Linked DNA regions of Mus musculus: region 2 is linked to region 1. The links are chromatin contacts, called in public promoter capture Hi-C maps. All regions are on one chromosome and are shown on one strand. Each heading gives the region's core, a stretch centred on a gene start, on an enhancer-like site or on the middle of the called end of the contact. The rest is flanking DNA. Distances are from core to core; before and after follow the strand shown. Region 1 overlaps Ahcyl1 (S-adenosylhomocysteine hydrolase-like 1). Region 2 holds the start of Tmem167b (transmembrane protein 167B).

Region 1 (5,934 bases), core at 2,333-4,832:
TTAATGGACCAGTTAAGGACTAGTCAAGGTCATGTAGTAAATTCTGGGTACTCTGGTTTTGGTTTTTTATTCCCTCTCAGGATTTCAGTTCCTCGATATTCTGACTTAGGTCACTGTTGAGCCTCTTCCATGTGGTGATAATGTGATGAAGTATAGAAAAGGTGAGGGTGCAGGTGGCATGGTACTGAATAGTGTGAGGAAAAGGTCTCTTTAAAATGATGTAGTCCGTCATCCCAAAGGATCCCAGCTCGACTGTAGACCAGGTAATCTTTGGATCATTCCCATTACTGAGCTCTCGCTGGAATTGAGGGCATTCCTGGGGCCATAGGTGACTTTAAAGCTTCTCCATCAAGTCAGCTTCTAGTATGCTTGTCTTGCCAGTTTTTAATTATTGTTTGCTTTGTTTGAGGTACAGTATATTATATGCCCATTCAAGCAAAAGCATATCTTATTCTCTAACTAAAATGATAGCCAGTTTTATATTGGATGTCTACTCCAGTACTATATATTACAGGGCTTGTTGGTTTGATTTAAGACTTGAATATTTGGCAGTCAGAAAGCCAACTATTAATTGGTATCCCCCTAAGTGAATAACTCTTGTGCCTCAGTTTCTGCATTTGCCTAATAAATGTCTGTTGTTTGGAACAGGTGATGCCAGAGATATTTGGAACTTAAGATAGTAACAGTAATTTTTTAAAGTATATTTTACTCCCTCCTTAAAATATTTTCATATATTAATTTATGGAGGGAGGACATGTGTGCACAGAGGAGTCAGTATAATTTCCATGAGTCTAATCCGATCAAACTCAGGTTGTCAGGCTTGGCAGCAAATGTCTTTACCTGCTGCTGAGCATCTTGCTGGCCCTGTCCCCTCTTTTCAGTGAGCATTTGTTGTGACTTGTAGAGAGTCATAAATGCCAACTACTGAGAAGATAAAACTTAAGAAATAATGGGAAAGTATTGTTAACTTTGAAGGCTAAGATAATTAGTGATACAGATTATCATAAGCAACTCTGTAAAACATCCTAACATCCAGAAGAACATGAAAAGAACCATAGTCTTGTCTCTTAGTAGACATGAGAAATAATGGAAGACATTTTTTCCTGACCTAGAATTATAAAGGCAGTTTTCATGGGTCCATATTGATTGCTGTGGTATATCCTAACCCCACCCCCACCCCCCGGTTTTTTTGAGACAGGGTTTCTCTGTGTAGCCCTAGCTGTCCTGGAACTCACTCTGTAGACCAGGCTGGTCTCCAACTTAGAAATCCACCTGCCTCTGCCTCCCAAGTGCTGGGATCAAAGGCGTGCGCCACCACTGCCTGGCTGTGGTATAACTTACATGATAAAGCTTATTCACAACTTATAAGTGGTTTCAGTTAGGATGGTCAGGAAAGGTTGAAGTGAGGGCTCTTTTAGTAGTAAGGAGAAGTGTACATTGTACCACAACTGAAGGAGAACCCTGTTTAATGTTGGCAGTTACTCAAGACAAATCCAATACATTTTGTGGTGTAGATAGTAACTGTCTTTGGAACTTCAGAAATTGACATTGTGTCAGATTGTTGGTTTTCCATAAATAAACCCCAATCTCTAATTTATTGATGAAAACTCCTTTGATGGACATGATTCTCTAAATACCTCTCAGAATATTACCCTTCTGTAAATTTCTGACATCTAAGGAGGAAGGACTCAGGATCCTGCTGAGTAGCATGTTAAACGTTTAGCCTAGGTTCTGTGCAGTTCTTTTACTGCTTTGTTACCATTTAACCAAATTGTTAATGTTATCTTGTTGTAGAAGTTTATTTTGAATTTAGAGAATGTAAACCCTCATCAGTGTTTCTAAGTCTAGAAAAGGTGACTACAGAGTATGTGTAGAAGGCAGAGAATTAGAATTGGTCTTACTTTGGCCTGAGGAAATGCCTTTGGTAGTTGCTGCATTAGAGACTGTGCATAATGCTTCTTAATCTTTTGAGCCTTAATCTTTGAAGAATTTCATGAAATCATAGTTTCTGTCCTTAGGAAAAATCAGAAGAGCACAAAAATACATATTTACTTGTATAGGCTTTGATAGGGCAGCCTGGAACTCATTCATAGACCCTAACCCTTGCTGTAATTTGACAGGCTTCTAAGCATAGTATCTCTTTTCTTTATAGAGCTAGATTCTGCTTTAAAAGAAAATGTTTCTAGCTTGCACTTTGTCTTTGAGGTTTGGAATAAAGCTGGGGCTGGTGGTATTGTTAACCTCCTCTTTGTGGCTCGTTATTGCCTTGAGAGTATAACTCAGAAACTTATACACAGAAACCAGACTTTGAGCAACTGTGGGTAAGTACTTTCTCAGCTCTATTTCTCTCCATAGGAAACTGTATGTCTTAAACTATTCTTGATACTGAACTGATAAAGTATGGATTTTATCATTTGATTTCTCTAGGTAGAGCTTATTGATGTCGAGGACTGTTTCAGACATATAAGGTCTGACACACAGTACTGTTGATGAACGTTTATTGAGTCACTACTGTGAAGTGATTGTCCCCAGGAGAAAGTAAGGTCCAGTCACGTAGTGACTGACTTGCTTTCCTTTCTTATTGCCAGAGCTGTTTTTATGGAAAGATAAGGCAGTAGCTAGGGACTGCAGGAGAGAACATAATGAGAGTTTAGTAGCTCTCTTTCTAATACAGGAAATGGAAGGGAAGGGAAGAGAAAGAATACATACTACATGGCCTCCTCATTAGCTGTGTAGTATGGAGACATAAAGCAGTCAGCTCAGAGCTATCCTTACTGTAATGAGGGATGCAGTTTGAAATTCTCACCGTTGGAGCAAACATTTTAAGCACTGGGGACCCTCTCTCTGCTCAACGTTGAAACTGGTATCTTAGATTTAAGAAACTTTGTCCCCAGGTTGTTGCAAGTTTGAGGAATAATGAAAAGTTGGGCAGCAGGATTTGGAATGTATGTTAGGGCTCTGACAGTGTTAACAGCCTTGTTAGCAATGCTGAGCCGTTTCCCATCTTTCATACTGTGTGATGCTGGGTGTCCATTCAGCCGAACCAAAAGCTGAACTTGACATCCAACAGTCTGATGTGCACTTGTCCTTGAAACACACCTTTACAGTTACAGTCTTCTGGGAATGAGCCAGTGCTGTCCTAACCATGAGCTCCTGTTCTCGTTGGCACTAAACTTTGTGATGTTTATGTAAAATGTGTGACTTTGGCAAGATTTGGGGGAAAGGGAGTCTTTCAAAATTCCCTGTTTTGGAAAGTGAAATAAGTGCTTTATAGAAATGGCAGATACATGCAGTTACTCTGGTAACAGATTCAGTTTCCTGTCCGTGTCCAGGTGGTTCCAACTTCTAATTCAGTACTTGAGTTTTTAGTGCCAGCATCAGTACCAGACAGGAAGATTCCCAGTGTTGGCTTGTTATGTAGAGAGTGACCCAGCTGGCTTGTTGTGCTGGACTTGATGAATTGTGAATTTTAATTACACTGATCAATACAGTGGCCTTGGTAACGGCCTTGTAGCTGCTGTAGAATCTGTTTGCTTCAGGGTTATAACAGAAAGAGACTAAGTTGATCGGGGACATCATGTTCTCACTGTAATAAGCTGTAGGCTAAGTCCAAGAAAAAACAAATCCTGGAGGGGCTGACCTCACTACACCCCTTCTCCAGTATTTCCCAGGAGGAAGCATTACTCTGGAGGTGGTTTCTGTTCTTATTTGCCAGCTGGGAGTAAATCAAGGTTGACAAAGACTTGGTTCTTAGTGTAAGTGGGGTAAAGGACTCTTCCAGGTTCTAAAGGGCACATAGAAAACACTTGTACTGAGAAGGCCCCTGTCTGCTGGTCTGTAATTGGGAATAGGTGATTGATGAAACTAACCTTAGCCCTCTCATTCAGGAATTAGAGCTTTCCTATTTGGGGAATATGAGATTCATAATTATGCACATTCTTTTCTGATTCCATAGGGAGGGGATTAGCTGAAAGCTGGGCATGATTGGAATGAGAGCATATTGCCAGTTTTTGCTAAATTTGAACTAAACCATGTTTAAAAATAAATAAACAAAAACCATTCTGTCTTGTTTAGATAGACTCTCATGTTCTCCTAACCCTTTATGGATCCATCACATGCATGCCTGTACTAACAAGTATAGTTGGTATTAAAAGTAGCTTCTCCACTTCCTTTCCCTTGTTTTAATTCGGAGCAAAGCTTATTAAACCCATTTATTTCCTGCATTTTTTTGAGGTGCTTTGTCAAAAGCATGGCAAACTCAGTGTAATTGTTTGCTTTTTCAGGTCCTCCTTAGATTGCTTGTTAAATCAGTACCTTTCGTGAGGTTGGAGTGTGAAAGATATTTGTCACAAAGGGAGTTTTTTCAGACTATTTATTATTAGGGCTCTAAATTAGACATACTTAATTCACAGTAGGAGAGGACCTGAAGGTAGGGCAGCTAGTGGAGAATGGGTTGGCATTTTGAATGACCAAGGCGCTGGAAATTATTTTGAAATTAGATATGGGGTAGGAGTGCAGAGAGAGAGAGAAAGAAAGAGAGAGAGAGAGAGAGAGAGAGAGAGAGAGAGAGAGAACACACAGTAAATAAAACAATGTAAATCAAAGGAATTAACCTGAAGCCTGTCATTGGACCTAAGCTAATGATTGCTTATCTAGAATTAAGGATATGTTAGGGCCATAGAAAGCCCTGAGCTATATTCTTTGGACTTTATCTCCTAAACAGTCTTTATCAAAATAGGAAGGCCATTTATGTAAGAGTACTGGAGGGTATCTATAGAACAAATGGGGAACACCAGGCCTCTCTAAGCCAGTTTCATTTCTTGAGTCTAAATTCTTTTTGAAATGCTAAGTATAATTCTAACACATTATACATACCCTTACCTCTAGTTTCTGGATGGTCAAGTCAGAATATGAGAGCTTAAACTTGTTAGTTTATATTATAAACTCTTAGACTGAAAATAATAGTATTTTAAAGACTTTGAGAAACATTTTGGTAAAATTCTGACCTCAGAAGAAAAGCACAGTTTAGTATAGTTAATTATTGAAGAGTTACAATTCAACTAAAGAATAGATCAGAAACACATGCTAGGGAGGAAAAGACAGAACTTAGAAAGTTGATGAAGCCGATGAGCCATGTTACCAGCTAAAGCCAGTGTTAATGTGGCTCTGGTGTTTGATGTGAAAGAATGGCCAGGCCTCCCTCAGGATGAGTGCTGCAGGAGCAAGGCTGAAACTCCTTCGGGGTACTGAAAAAGAACTCAGTAAGTGGATGGTTCAGTTGAGGCTGGATTCTAAGCTGACCTTAGGATCACCACAGCCCAAATGTTCCTTTACTTGAAGGAAGTTCTTAGAGAATTATTATTTAAGGTTTTGAGAACTTTCCATGCCCATACTGAAAGACTGCCAAATAAGGAGTATTATAAGAATGTTCCAAGCTAACTTTGTATAGAGACTCATGTCCCATTAACAGAACCTCATCTCTCCCCAGAAAAGTCAGGAGACTCTACCTGGTTCCAGTTCTAACTGCTTTCTTGTGGGAAAACAGGAAGCCTGCTGTTAGCATAAGGATATTTCATGGTTTGCTTAGTGATACATTAAAACTGAGAGGATATGATCATGTACCAGTTATCTTTACTTACTGGCTGGAGTGGTGGCTCAGCAGTTATAAGCATTCATTCCCTGCTTTTTCAGAGGACTGGAGTCTCATTCCTATCGCCTAAGTCAGGCAGCTTACAATGCCAGTAACTCCAGCTCCAAGGGATCCAAGGCCAACATCTGTTCATACACTGAAAAATAAAAATAAGCATAAATATTTTTAAATGACCAAAGAACTTTAAACCTCACTTCCTGGGGCTTTTAAAATCTATTTTACAGTTTTATTCAACCTGTAACCTAATACTCCAGTTTTTATTTTTCTTCATTAATTTTTTTCAG
Region 2 (5,934 bases), core at 1,853-4,352, 870 kb before region 1:
AAGAGACAAGGCTTCCAGCAAACTCAACAGTAGTACTTTCCCAAAATATTTTTATTGAACATAGTTTTTAGAATATATAAATCTTTCATGCTAAATAGGATATCAAATTACAAATTTTCTATCAAAGAGACCAATGTGGCTAGTAAAATGGCTCAGAAGGGAAGGAGGCTTGCTTCTAAACCTAACAACGTGAGTTTGGTCCCCAGGCCCCTCGTGGTAGAAGGAGAAAACTCACTTCTTTGAGCCGTCTTCTTATCTCTACATGTACACACACACACACGTACACACAGAAAAACACACAGAATAAAGAAATGCAAAAGAAAAGTGATATTTGCAAGCCGTGGAGCAGAATGGGTTACCAATGGAGTTAGCAATGAGAAAAATGGATTTTGTTTACAGATGTATTAAGAAAAAGCGAGAAATAACTTCTAAGAATGGGAGGAATGCCTTTCTTTTCTTTGACACTACTGAGGATTGAACGCAGAACTTTGAACCCATTAGGCATGTGTTCTATGGCTGAGCCACATCTCTGGCCCTTGTTTTATTGAAATGAAGTCTCACTACATGGCAAAGGCTGATCTGAAACTCACTCACTCACTCACCCACCCACCCACCCAAGTTGGTTTCCAACTTGACATTCCCCCAGCTCAGCCTGTTTTATTTTTATGTATGTGTGAGTGGTTTGTCTGTGTGTATATTTGTGTACCACAAGCCTGCTTGTGTGCCCACAGAGTCCAGAACAGCAGTGTGGGGCCCATGTAGAAGAAACTCAAAGTAATAAAATTAATGTTATAGAGGACTTAATGATAGATTTCCTTCACACAAGTAGAATTTAGCTACTTTTGCCTCCAAAATAATTAAAGGTAAGTAGCATGCTAACCAGCTCTGTTAGATAAATGAAGTTTTGGATGCTAGGATATAAATGTTTATTCATCAGGAATGACCAGCACACATTAGATCATATCTGCCATTAGACAGAATTGATTGAAGTGTACTTTGGGACTGGGACCCAAGATGACAGTGTTTGTGAAATGCATGCTTGTGAAGTGTATAAGCCAATGTGTATATGAGTTAGTGTCTTAGAGTTTCCATTGCTGTGAAGAGACACCACGGCCAAGGCAACTCTTACAAAGGTGCTGGCTTAGAGGTTCAGAGGTTCAGTCCACTATCATCATGGTTGGAAGCATGGCAGTTGTCCAGGCAGGCATGGCTCTGGAGGAGCTGAGGGCTCTGTATCTTGATCTGACTACAGCCAGGAGAAAGGGTCTAAAAGCCCACCCTACAGTAACACACTTCCTCCAACAAGGCCACACCTCCTAATAGTGCCACTCCCTGGGCCAAGCATACTGAAGCTACCAGTTAGTACAATCCTGTCAAGGCTGACTCTAATTTAGGCATTAACCACAGTCAGCCAGGCACTTTAGTACAGATCTTTGCCTTCATCTCTAAGTGTGAGGAACAATTTTTATTATTATTTCTACAACAGGATCTCCTGGAACCAGAGGAACATATCGTTGTGAGCCATCACTTGGATGCTGGAAACCTAACGAAGGTCTTAACAAGAGAAGCAAATGCTGTCAACCACTAAGCCATCTCTGCAGTCCTGTCTTGCTTTGTGGAATGTCCTGTGTGTATACACACATATGTAATCCAAGTGATTATATTAGTGATTATGTTAGGGTTTTTCTATATATCTTTTGGTTTTTGATGCTGTAATTTCTTAATTTGAGTATATTTTTTTCAATGACTCTTTTTTTTCTTCTTCTGGTTTTTCAAGACAGGGTTTCTCTGTATAGCCCTAGCTGTCCTGGAACTCACTCTGTAGACCAGGCTGGCCTCGAACTCAGAAATCCGCCTGCCTCTGCCTCCCAAGTGCTGGGATTAAAGGCGTGTGCCATCACTGCCCGGCTCAAGTACTCTTTCCTACATCAAACACTGTGGCTACTCTACTAGTGGTTTCCTCCTCTTGACTGTCCATTCCAAGTCTTCTGACAGTTTTGTTCTAGGTAACCAGGCGGTTCACAGCCAGCAGATGGCACTGTAGCAGGAATGGACAGAATTCTTAGGTTTCTGAGTGCAGCACTTTCAGTCAGACTCTAGAAAAGCAGACCCAGCTGTCTATAATTGAAGGTCCCAGTTTACAAAGCAGAACCTAAAGCTTTGTTCCCTGCACGCCAGCCCACCATTAGACTGTCATCATCTAGTCAAAACATCTTCAGAGAAGCCAGGGTACATTTCTGAAGAGGTGAGGCCAGCATGACTTAAACTCTGCAGATAAAGGAAACTATCCTGGTAATTTAAGGAAAAGAAAGTCATTCTAACAAACAGGAAGCTGTCTGAATGCTTCTGACAACCGAAAGCTTTAGGATCGGAAGCATGTGGCTTTTGTTATAGTTTCTTATTCCGTTTACGAAAGTCAGAGGCAGCTTGGCTAGATTTCCGCAAGAAGCCACCTAACAAGGGCTGTCCCAGGAGTCCGAGCAACTACTGTGGTATCCCCCTCAGCACTCAAACTCTCGTCGGGTTTCAGATATTACAGCACATATTACTGCTGCAGAGCATAGAAGCAAAACAAACAAACAAAACAAAACAAAACAAACAAGCCGTGTCCCCAAGAACGGTCCAACTATCCTGACAGTGGTGACGTTTTCAGCTTGGTATGGTAAGATACAGTGACCCTGCTGTAGTATACACACGTGCGCCACCTTACGTGCAATTGCTTCGCATTATAGCCTGGTTCCCAAGTGTTTTCTCTTGGAACTGTACCTGATTTCACTACCAGTTGTCACCTAAATAAGTTGGAGGAAACGGGATGGCTTTCTTTTGTTTCTTGGTCATGAATCACTGGAACCCTAAGTTTTGTTCTCAAGTAGATACAACGGGGAACGACATGTTCTGGCACACTGAACATGTGTCACAGAGCAATCCCTACAGCCTTTATTTTTCAAACACACTGTCTGGGTCCAGTCGGTCTAATTAGACAGGAGCAAGCAGGCGGACTTCCGGTTGCCATGACCACAAAGGAAGCCTCGCCCAACACGCTCTCCTCCCACTACGTAGGGACGCAGACGCTACGCAGGCAGGGCGAGGCTTTGGCTCGACGATCAGCTAATTATGCCTGATTGAGTTCGGCGTTTCTCTCGCTCGGCTCTCGCGCTTGCGTACTACGGCTCGTTCCCCGTCACCACGGCCCGGATCGGGAAGTGTCAAGTGGGAGCCGGGTTCCCCCGCATTTGCAGCCGCCACAGCTGAACCCGGACCCCTCACCCCAGCCGGGCACTACCGCCATGACGAACGGTGAGAGCTGGGGGCCCGAGCGGAGGGTGGCGGTAGAGGACTGGGACCAAACGTGGCGGGCGGGGCTAGACTGACGTGGCCGTTCCCCCCGCCCCCTCCCAGCCCGGCCCCCCTGGACCTTGGGGAGCCCCTAACTCCTGTCTGGGATGCTCCTTGCAGTTTCTCTTTTCTCAAGCCCATCAAGGTACCCTAGTGCCACACCTGACTTTTCGTTATCACCCTTTACTCTCTTTTCTTTCCTAGAAGTTGGTTCTGGCCGCTGGGGAGGTCGTTCACTATAGAATTATGTTGTTAGTCCCCAGGGGAGAGAAGCTGTTATCCAGTTCCCTAAGGTCTCATACTTTCTGACAGTAAGCTGGTTGAAAGGACTTAGTAATGGTATCAAATCCCACCGTTTGCGGGGGAGGTGATTGTAGACAACCCCCAAAGTTTTTTGTTTGTTTGTTTATTTTGTTAATTTAAAAGACACCAAAAAAAGCCTTCATTCGTTTGACTAAAGTCCTAGTTGGGTGGCTCCATCTGGAGCTTCTGGCTAATACCGCAAAGGGTGGATTTAGAAGCCGCCTTTTATTAGTGATGGAGCACTTGTAATTTTTCCAGATTGCTTCAAACAATTTTATAGTCATGATTTTCAGGTTCTAGAGCATGAATTAAGACCTTTATAGTCAGTCTTACAGGAACGGAAATAAGAAAGCCTTTTCTAGGTACTATGATTGGAGAGGCTCGGGAAAGTATTTCTCATAGACTTCCATAGACGTGACACTGAAGACTGAAATGTCATTTCCTTGTGAATTTTGGCATTGTCTCTTAACTTATAGGAGTAAAAGAGCAAGACATAAAGGCATCCATAGAAACTGTCTGTGAGCTGACTGATATACTGGAACTAGCTGTGAAATAGTTTCACTGGAAGAAGTCAGTATAGTCCAGAACTGGCGGGAACCGACAAAGACCCTGATTGTATATAATATCCATTTGAAGCTTTCTGGGTAGTCAGTCTTACCATAGTACACAAAGTTAAAGAAGGAACGGAGGAAGACATAGTGTAAACTAGGAAATAAAATATTCTGGCACAGTTGATTACTGAATAAAATCTGCCTTTATGTAATTCATTTTGCTTACCTGGGTATCACATGTAAGAAGCAGAACTAAGAGCTTTCTGTGTCACCTAAGCATCAGATACATTTTTGTTTTGTTGTTTTGAGAGTGGGCTTTGCAGGTTGTATTTGGCATGCCTCTAAGCCGAGCGTTGAGTAGGAGGAGGCAGGCAGACCACAAGTTTAAGGCCAGCCCTGCCTACACAGCAGGACGCTGTGTGGAGCAGAAGCAGGATATGGGCTCCCTTTCCCCTTTGTAACTTGGGCTGCACTTAGCTAACACCAGTGTTCCAGGGGTGCATCGTTCTGCCTCATGGACACCAGTGCTTCCTGTCTTCCATTTTGTGCCCATCTTTTGTCCTGGCAAGAATATGATTTGTTAACTGTACTGTACTTGAAATAGCAACGGAGTATAGCAAAAGTGTAGCCATATGAGGTTTAACTCTTGGAATTTCCACTAACGTTTATGGTCCGCCGTAACATATGCTTTACCAACAGATGCAGATCTGAAAATCTTGGCTAAAGACTGAGCTTTCCTGCATCAGATGAGTGATTTATATCAAGAACATATGTAAATCTGTATGCTCAGACTCCGAGGACTAGCCGAGTACTAGCCTCAGTTACTTCCAAGAGTGCCACACAAATACACGTGTGTCTTCTAGTTTGTAGTGAGGGCGGGGGAGTGGAGTGATAAAGGGGCTTTTTACAAGCAGGTTGGGGAAACAGTGCCAAGATCATGGACCCTTCCTGTTTACCGTTGGCCCTGCCGTTGAGGTGGCCTCAGCACTGCAGTCTGGGCAGCATCACCTCCTCAGGCACAGCAGCATCAAAGACTCTCTCTCCTTCTCTTTGTGACAGTGTACTCCTTGGATGGGATCCTGGTGTTTGGTTTGCTCTTTGTTTGCACCTGTGCCTACTTCAAGAAAGTACCTCGTCTCAAAACCTGGCTGCTGTCGGAGAAGAAGGGAGTGTGGGGTGTATTCTACAAAGGTAAGGCCTTATCTGCATGCAGAGAGAGAACATACGTAGCTACTTCTCAGCAACGGAGTATAGCAACAGTGTAGCCGTATGAGATTTAACTTTCGGAATTTCCACTAACGTTTATGATCCGCCTGAACATATGCTTTACCAACAGATGCAGATCTGAAAATCTTGGCTAAAGATTTTTGTGGTTCTAGAATAGAAGGCGTAGGACCAGGGTGATATTTGGACTCATGTTTACTATATGAGTGTGTTTGTGGTGTGTTGTAATTGTGTGGTTGCTGCTGTGTACACTTGGCTAGCTGAGCTGTGAGCTTCTGGAACTTGTCCTGCCTACTTAGCCTACAAGTACTGAGAGCACAGGTTTGTATTACAATAGCCATATTTTACGTGATTTCTGGGATTTTGACTCAGGTCCTCACAATCATGTGGTAAGTGCTTTGCTTAGGGTCTGCTAATAAGATAAAGTTGAGGGAAGAGGTAAATTTTAAATTAGCCGTTACTTAAGGCATACTTGTTTGTTTTACTTTCTAGGTAATTTTGGTGTTCTAGGATTAAATAA

What was found. Promoter capture Hi-C pulls out the DNA fragments that hold promoters and counts their contacts.
Region 2: a promoter capture Hi-C map of liver shows a contact between it and region 1, with 5 times the contacts expected there. The contact joins the promoter of Tmem167b here to the enhancer-like site in region 1. A contact is called at or near these places in 3 of 39 promoter capture datasets (liver and pre-B cells), 1 of 484 Hi-C or Micro-C datasets (CD8 T cells) and 2 of 115 datasets of contacts at active chromatin or transcription factors (craniofacial prominence and memory CD8 T cells).

The regions. Positions count from the first base shown.
Region 1 is chr3:107,688,204-107,694,137 of GRCm38.p6, reverse strand. All of the region lies in intron 1 of Ahcyl1 (S-adenosylhomocysteine hydrolase-like 1), which reads left to right. Among named protein-coding and RNA genes, the nearest start is that of Gm40121, 5.1 kb to the left of the region's middle. Within about 2 kb of position 3,582, at least 63 of the 459 cell types and tissues checked have an H3K27ac peak or open chromatin away from gene starts, as enhancers often do. A contact at or near this core is called in liver, where this site is marked.
Region 2 is chr3:108,559,634-108,565,567 of GRCm38.p6, reverse strand. It overlaps Tmem167b (transmembrane protein 167B), which reads left to right and starts at 3,102. Exons shown (of 3, transcript NM_026198.2): 1 at 3,102-3,297; 2 at 5,250-5,381. The coding sequence starts at 3,288.